Regions from separate parts of the Mus musculus genome. Here region 2 is linked to region 1. The links are chromatin contacts, called in public HiChIP or PLAC-seq maps. All regions are on one chromosome and are shown on one strand. Each heading gives the region's core, a stretch centred on a gene start, on an enhancer-like site or on the middle of the called end of the contact. The rest is flanking DNA. Distances are from core to core; before and after follow the strand shown.

Region 1 (3,355 bases), core at 129-2,628:
TTTCCCCTGTGAGAGAATTGTTTGACCACAAAGGGGTTCCGACTCACAGGTTGAGAACTGCTGCTCTAGACTAAGAATCCCACTTACTTATATTTAACCACTTCTTAAGAACCACTGAACCATGTCAACTGTACTAACAGAGGAAATAATTGGTAAACATCATTGACATTAGGGGCCAAGTTTTTCTTACATTACCAAATGCATCTATAAGTGGACCAACTCTTTCAAATGATTTTATGTAACTGCTAGCATTTATTGAACACATATCCAGCAAGTTCAACTGATGCTTGATTCAGACTGGAGAATAGATAGTCTGCACGGTATTGCCTTGTCCTGATAAATAAGGATGTTACAAAGATCTTCATGTACAAAGAAATTCAAGAACTAGCATGAGGAAGAAAGAATGCCCAAAGGTGCAGAAAACCAGTCCTGAATGTGAGAAGACCTTCCTAGTGAAAATTGTGAGAAAGAAGAGGGTTCATTCACTGCAGATGTTATATTTCACCTTCAACTTCTCCAATAAAAGTCAGATTGGAAATCCGAGGACTGTAAAAAGGCTAGAATTTCCTTTCCACCGTTGACAATGCTTTTGGTTTTTATTTATTTTGTTTCCTACTAAACATTACAGTCTAATAGTCAATGTCTAATAACCTTTATCCATAGGTAAAGGTTGTTAGAGAAAATAAGAAAAGACAGAAGTATATATTCATATCTTCAGACACAATGATAGGAAAGCTTCCCTAGACGTGTGAAAACAGGTTTGTATAAGCTGTGATGCTTTGTATCTACATATTCAAACAGTGTGGATTAGCCTAAATGCCAAGCACTGTGATGGGTACTTGCCAGCACCAAAGACTAACGGGTCAGGATCTCTAAAACTGAAGAGAACAGATATTTAGTACACAGGTGCAAACTCTGGAGCGCTGGGAATGCTTGTACAACAGCTTATTTACATAGGTACTCACTTGGATATGGTTTTGCCTTGACTCCTATTACAAGATCAGCACAGTTAGGAGCTAAATCTGTTTTCTGAATAAATATTTTCATGTACAAGATTTTCTTTAATTAGCTCCATATTCTGTTCCATTTATATGTTTCTATGTTCAATCCATTATCATATCTGAACATAACTACAGTAAATGATACTTGTGTTTTCCTTGGATTTTATATGGAGATATATAATAACATCAACAACTAACTCCCTCTCCCTCAAAATCAGTCTTATTTTGTACTTTCAGAATAATAAGAAAAAACCCACAGTGGATGGAAAACTTGATTCTAAAGAGACTAAGACATTCATTTACTGAGGTTGAATGTTTAAGATTAAGCTAGCTTAATTAAATTCACTCAGTTCTTCACAATCCAGAAGCAGGCAAGGCTGCCCTCTAGTGCTAAAACTATCGAATTGAATCAGAAGGCATTTTCCAACTACCAGAAGTGAATTAGCATAGTATTCTTAAAACGTAAAACTGTATTGTTCAGAACAAAAAGTTTGAAATAATAAAATGACACATATCCTTTTAATGTACCATTTGATTATATATTTGGTAACTATTATCAGTATTGCTTTAAAAATCCAAGTGCTTCATAACATTAGGGGGTGTGCTGTGTCTGAGAATGTTAATATTACATCATTACTTGAAAAAGAAATTAAAGAAATTACCTTCCAACAACAACAACAACAACAACAAAGCGCAGGGCCAGAAGGGTTTAGTGCAGAATTCTATCAGACCTTCAAAGAAGACCTAATACCAATACTCTTCAAACTACCCCACAAAATAGAAACAGAAGAAAGACGACCCAATTTGTTCTATGAAGCCACAATTGCAGCTTATACCTAATCTACACAATCCCAACAAAGAAAGAGAACTTCAGAGCAATTTCCCTTATAAATATTGATGCAAAAACATTTAATAAATTTCTCACAAACTGAGTCCAAGAACACATCAAAACTATCATTCACCACGATCAAGTAGGCTTCATCCCAGGGATGCAGGCATGGTCAATATACAGAAATCCGTCAATGTAATCCACTACATAAACAAATGCCACAACAACAATAATAATAATAAAAAAAACCAAACCACATGATCATTTCATTAGATGCTGAGAAAGCATTTGACAAAATGTAACATTCCTTCATGTTAAAAGTCTTGGAAAGATGAGGAATTCAAGGCCCATATTTAAACACAGTAAGAGCAATATACAGCAAACCAGTAGCCAACAGCAAATTAAATGGAGAGAAACTTGAAGCAGTCCCACTAGAATCAGGGACTAGACAAGGCTGCCCTTTCTCCCATTCTATTCAATATAGTACTTGAAGTCTTAGCCAGAGCAATTAGACAACAAAAGGTCAAAGGGATACTAATTGGAAAGGAAGAAGTCAAAATATCACTATTTGCAGATGATATGATAGTATAATTAAGTGACCCTAAAAATTCCACCGAAGAACTCCTACAGCTGATAAACAACTTCAGCAAAGTGGCTGGATATTAAATTGACTCAAACAAATTAGTAGCCTTCCTATACTCAAAAATACACAGGCTAAGATAGAAATTAGAGAAACGACACCCTTCATAATAGTCACAAACAACATAAAATATCTTGGTGTGACTAACCAAGCAAGTGAAAGATCTGTATGACAAGAACTTCAAAAGTCTCTGAAGAAAGAAATCGAAGACCTCAGAAGATGGGAAGTTCTCCCATGCTTGTGAATTGGCAGGACTAATATAGAAAAAAATGGCCATCTTGCCAAAAGCAACCTACAGATTCTATACAATCCCCATCAAAATTCCAACTCAATTCTTCATAGAGCAATTCTCAAATTCATTTGGAATAGCAAAAAACCAGGATAGCGAAAACTGTTCTCAGTAATAAAAGAACTTCTGGGGCAATCATCATTCCTGATTTAAAAAAAAAAAACCAAAACAAAACAGCAACAAAAAACTGCATGGTATTGGTACAGACAGGCAGGTAGATGAAGAATAGAACTGAATATCCATTCTTTTTTTTATTAGCTATTTTCTTTATTTACATTTCAAATGCTATCTCAAAAGTTCCCTATGACCCCCCCCCCCCCCGCTCCCTTACCCACTCACTCCCACTTCTTGGCCCTGGTGTTCCCCTGTACTGGGGCATATAAAGTTTGCAAGACCAAGGGGCCTCTCTTTCCAGTGATGGCCGACTAGGCCATCTTCTGCTACATATGCAGCTAGAGACACAAGCTCTGAGGGTACTGGTTTGTTCATATTGTTGTTCCACCTATAGGGTTGCAGACCTCTTCAGATCCATTCTTATCTCCTTGTACAAAGCTCAAGTCCAAGTAGATCGAAGACCTCCATATAAAACCAGATAC
Region 2 (3,382 bases), core at 680-3,179, 500 kb before region 1:
GTGTGAGTGTGTGTGAGTGTTTGTGAGTGTGTGTGTGTGTGAGAGTGTGTGTGTGTGTGTGAGTGTGTGTGTGTGAGTGTGTGTGTGTGAGAGAGTGTGTGTGTGTGTGAGTGTGTGTGTGTGTGAGAGTGTGTGTGTGTGTGTGTGTGTGTGTGAGTGTGTGTGTGTGTGAGAGAGTGTGTGTGTGAGTGTGTGTGTGTGTGAAAACATGGTTATATTAAGGTTTAATGTTACCTGCAGCTTTAGCTGTCCCCAAAGGGTAAGGGGGGAAGACAAATGTGATCTCTTTTAAAACACGATTTATTCGGTGTGTATATATGTTAGTGTGGACATGCATGCAGAAATCAGAGGATGCCTTTCCATACTTGACTAACATTCCTCCTGTCTACCCTTCATGTCTTGCCATGGAAGGGCTGGGTTACAGACATGCTCCTCTACATTAGGCTTCTCATGAGAATTCTCAGGCTGACACTCAGGCACGCACTTTTTACACATGTTCCTCATTCATATGTGATCTTAACACAGACATAAAATTCTTTTTGGGACTCTGGATCTAGTAGGCTGTAAATGGGGATTCCCTATTGGGCAGTGTTGCCCACACAAGAATCCCACAACAATAGTTCATATTCTAAACCTGCGTTTCTGACCTTCTCTCTGATTCTGTGAACATTTACTAAGAAATGGTATATTTTCTAAGAAATTTCACTTCTTCCTTAGGTTAAAAGATGTTACTGTGTTTTGCTATCAAGAAATTTGAACTGAGAGAATTGGGTATGTTGGTGAAATTTTTGTCTAGCATGTTGCATCTCCAGTACCTTGTCAACCATGTATGGTGATAACAGAACCCAGGAAGTTGAGAAAGAGGGATTCAAGGTCCTTGTTTCACAATGAGTTTGAGGCCAGCCTGGGCTATACAAGACACTGCTTCAATACACATCAGACATTCCACACTCCAAACTTGTCTCTTGCCACCATCAATGCCTGGGATGGTGAGTCTTTTTTCATCACCAGGCCTAAACTGAATAATTCTTGTGCAGATGACTTGGCAAAGGACACTCCAGATTTATAAGACTACTGTAAACCAGGTGTGCTGGTTCACATCTTTAATTCCAACAGGCAGAGGTAGGCAGATCTCTGTGAGTTTAAGGCTAACTTGACCTACAGAGTCAGTTCCAGGTCAGCCAAGGATATACAGTGAGACCCTCTATGAACAAACAAAAACAATCAAACAAGACTCGCATTCTCTGTGGGAGAATCAACCTTAGGACTTGCACTTCTAGCTGCACTGTTTCTTTAACACATAACTCACTGGCCTTTATTATTACCCCCCACCGACTCCCTTTTATACTGGGAATCAAACCCATGACCTCATATTATAGGCAAATACTTTACCATCAAGTTACAGTCACAGCTGTTCCTAAAATTCTTTTCCTGTGGGAGATGTAAACAATATCCCACCCCCCCCCCCCCCTTCCTGAGGACCAATAGGCTGGCGTGTGAGTCCACTAAAGTTCATTTGGGGAACCCTACAGACCCATGAGAGCGGTGCAGGTAGGAGCTCTGGTGGCCTACACAGCTCTGGTGGACTGTCTCTCTCCAGCATGGAGGATGACACCCCATGTTGAGGCAGAGGGAGTCCTCTACCCAGAGCTTCCTTTCCTGTATACTATTCCTCCTCCACACTGGGGCCATGTGCACACAACTAGTAGGGAGGGGTGAACAGGTAAGGGTCCCATGGCACTTTCCATCTCCTCCTTCTACAAGGGCACTGTCAGCAGTCAGCACAGCTGTGATGGTTGCCCTGTAAGAGGCTCACCTGGACTCCTGAAGATACTGGCAGTTTCTCTGGGAGAATAGTCCTACACAACAGCAGTCAATAATTCCTTGTTTTTTCCTCACCGATGAAAGCTTCAGAAGGCAGCAGCAGACCACAGCTGACCCTTAGGAGGAAGTGGGCCAGAGGGCCTGTCTCCTTTGTCCTTATGCTCACTAGGAAATAGAAGAGTTGCTCTTTCACAGGCTTCAAATGATCAGCAAATATGTGGTCGGGGGTCACTTCTCATGACACCTTCTGCATTTGTAGAAAAATAAAAAAATGTGCCAACAACAAAATTGCTCTACCTCCCTTCACAAGGGCTGTAGTTTGGGGACTGACTCATTAGAACGTCTCATCAGTACCAAATCCCTGTCCTTTTTGGTCATTGAGAGTTGGGCTACTATGACAAATGAGGGTAGAAACTAGGAGGCACCAGGTGGGGTCTGTCTGGCATGTTTGTTGTAGTTAGTATGCTTTTGGTTAGAATTGGTTTAAATGGCAGGTGTTTTCATAAGTGGAAGGGTGACCCCGTGTGGCTATTTAGAGTATCACTCTGAATTTTTTGGCTCTTCTGGCTTCAAACTAATTGGTTGACCACCTTTATGTATGTATGTATGTATGTATGCATGTATGTATGTATGCATGTATGTATGCATGCATGCATGCATGTATGTATGTATGTATGTATGTATGTATTTATTTATATTCTGAATGTGTCTTTTGCTTCTTTTACATCAGAGTATGGCAGGAATGGTGCTGTATGAAGGCAAAGGCACATCTGAAGAGATATTCAGATTAAGTCCTGGATGCTGGGAGAGATGGTCCAGGGGTTAGAGCACCTTTGTTCAATTCCTAGCACTTACATGCTGGCTCATAACCATCTCTAACTTCAGTTTCATGTGATCTGATGCTCTCTATCTCCATGGATACCAGATACACACATAGTGCATATAAGTACATTCAGGGAAAACATTCAAACATATTAAGAAGAAAAACAAAAGGCCTGCATGCCAGAGACACTATGGTTGGGTTGATAGTCCCAGCTGCACCCAGCTTTGTAGTCTCAATTCTTGCACAACAGATACATAAGTGAGGTTTGCAAATCTTCCAAACCCATCTACGTCACTCTACAGCTGGGTCACACAGGAGCCCCTAAGTCTCAGAATCTTGGGAACTAATACATGGTTGTTCTTGGGTGGGACTCATGCTTGAGGGTCATTTTCATACAAGAATAGAAAACTGGACAATCCTGGTGTCAGCTGGTCTTCTAAAGAGGACACCAAGATAGGATTACACATGCAATGGATCTTGGGGGAGGGCTAGCTGGATGGCACAGGGATAAAGATGCTTGCCACCAAGACTGGTGGCCTGAGTTTGATTCCCCAGGATTCTCTCTACTTACTGTTTCCCCCTCTTCAGAGGTGTTTTCCCCCAAATCTCTTCAAAATTTGCATTACTTTTTATTTGTGTGTGTGTGTCTTGGTGCCACGTTCTTACACCCACCAACCACATTTTATGATTAATTGGTCATCAAATTTTGAAAAGGGAAGGATCACTTGTTCTACT

The links. HiChIP or PLAC-seq counts read pairs in DNA pulled down with a chosen protein or histone mark.
Region 2: a CTCF HiChIP or PLAC-seq map of large pre-B cells shows a contact between it and region 1, with 6 times the contacts expected there. The contact joins two enhancer-like sites. A contact is called at or near these places in 2 of 15 datasets of contacts at CTCF or cohesin (large pre-B cells and pro-B cells), 9 of 484 Hi-C or Micro-C datasets (B cells, the C10 cell line, DN3 thymocytes and 6 more) and 1 of 115 datasets of contacts at active chromatin or transcription factors (large pre-B cells).

What each region holds. Positions count from the first base shown.
Region 1 is chr9:7,214,469-7,217,823 of GRCm38.p6, reverse strand. It overlaps a transcript of Dcun1d5 not described here. Among named protein-coding and RNA genes, the nearest start is that of Dcun1d5, 32 kb to the right of the region's middle. Within about 2 kb of position 1,378, at least 4 of the 459 cell types and tissues checked have an H3K27ac peak or open chromatin away from gene starts, as enhancers often do.
Region 2 is chr9:7,713,203-7,716,584 of GRCm38.p6, reverse strand. No RefSeq gene overlaps it. Among named protein-coding and RNA genes, the nearest start is that of AV064505, 19 kb to the right of the region's middle. Within about 2 kb of position 1,929, at least 10 of the 459 cell types and tissues checked have an H3K27ac peak or open chromatin away from gene starts, as enhancers often do.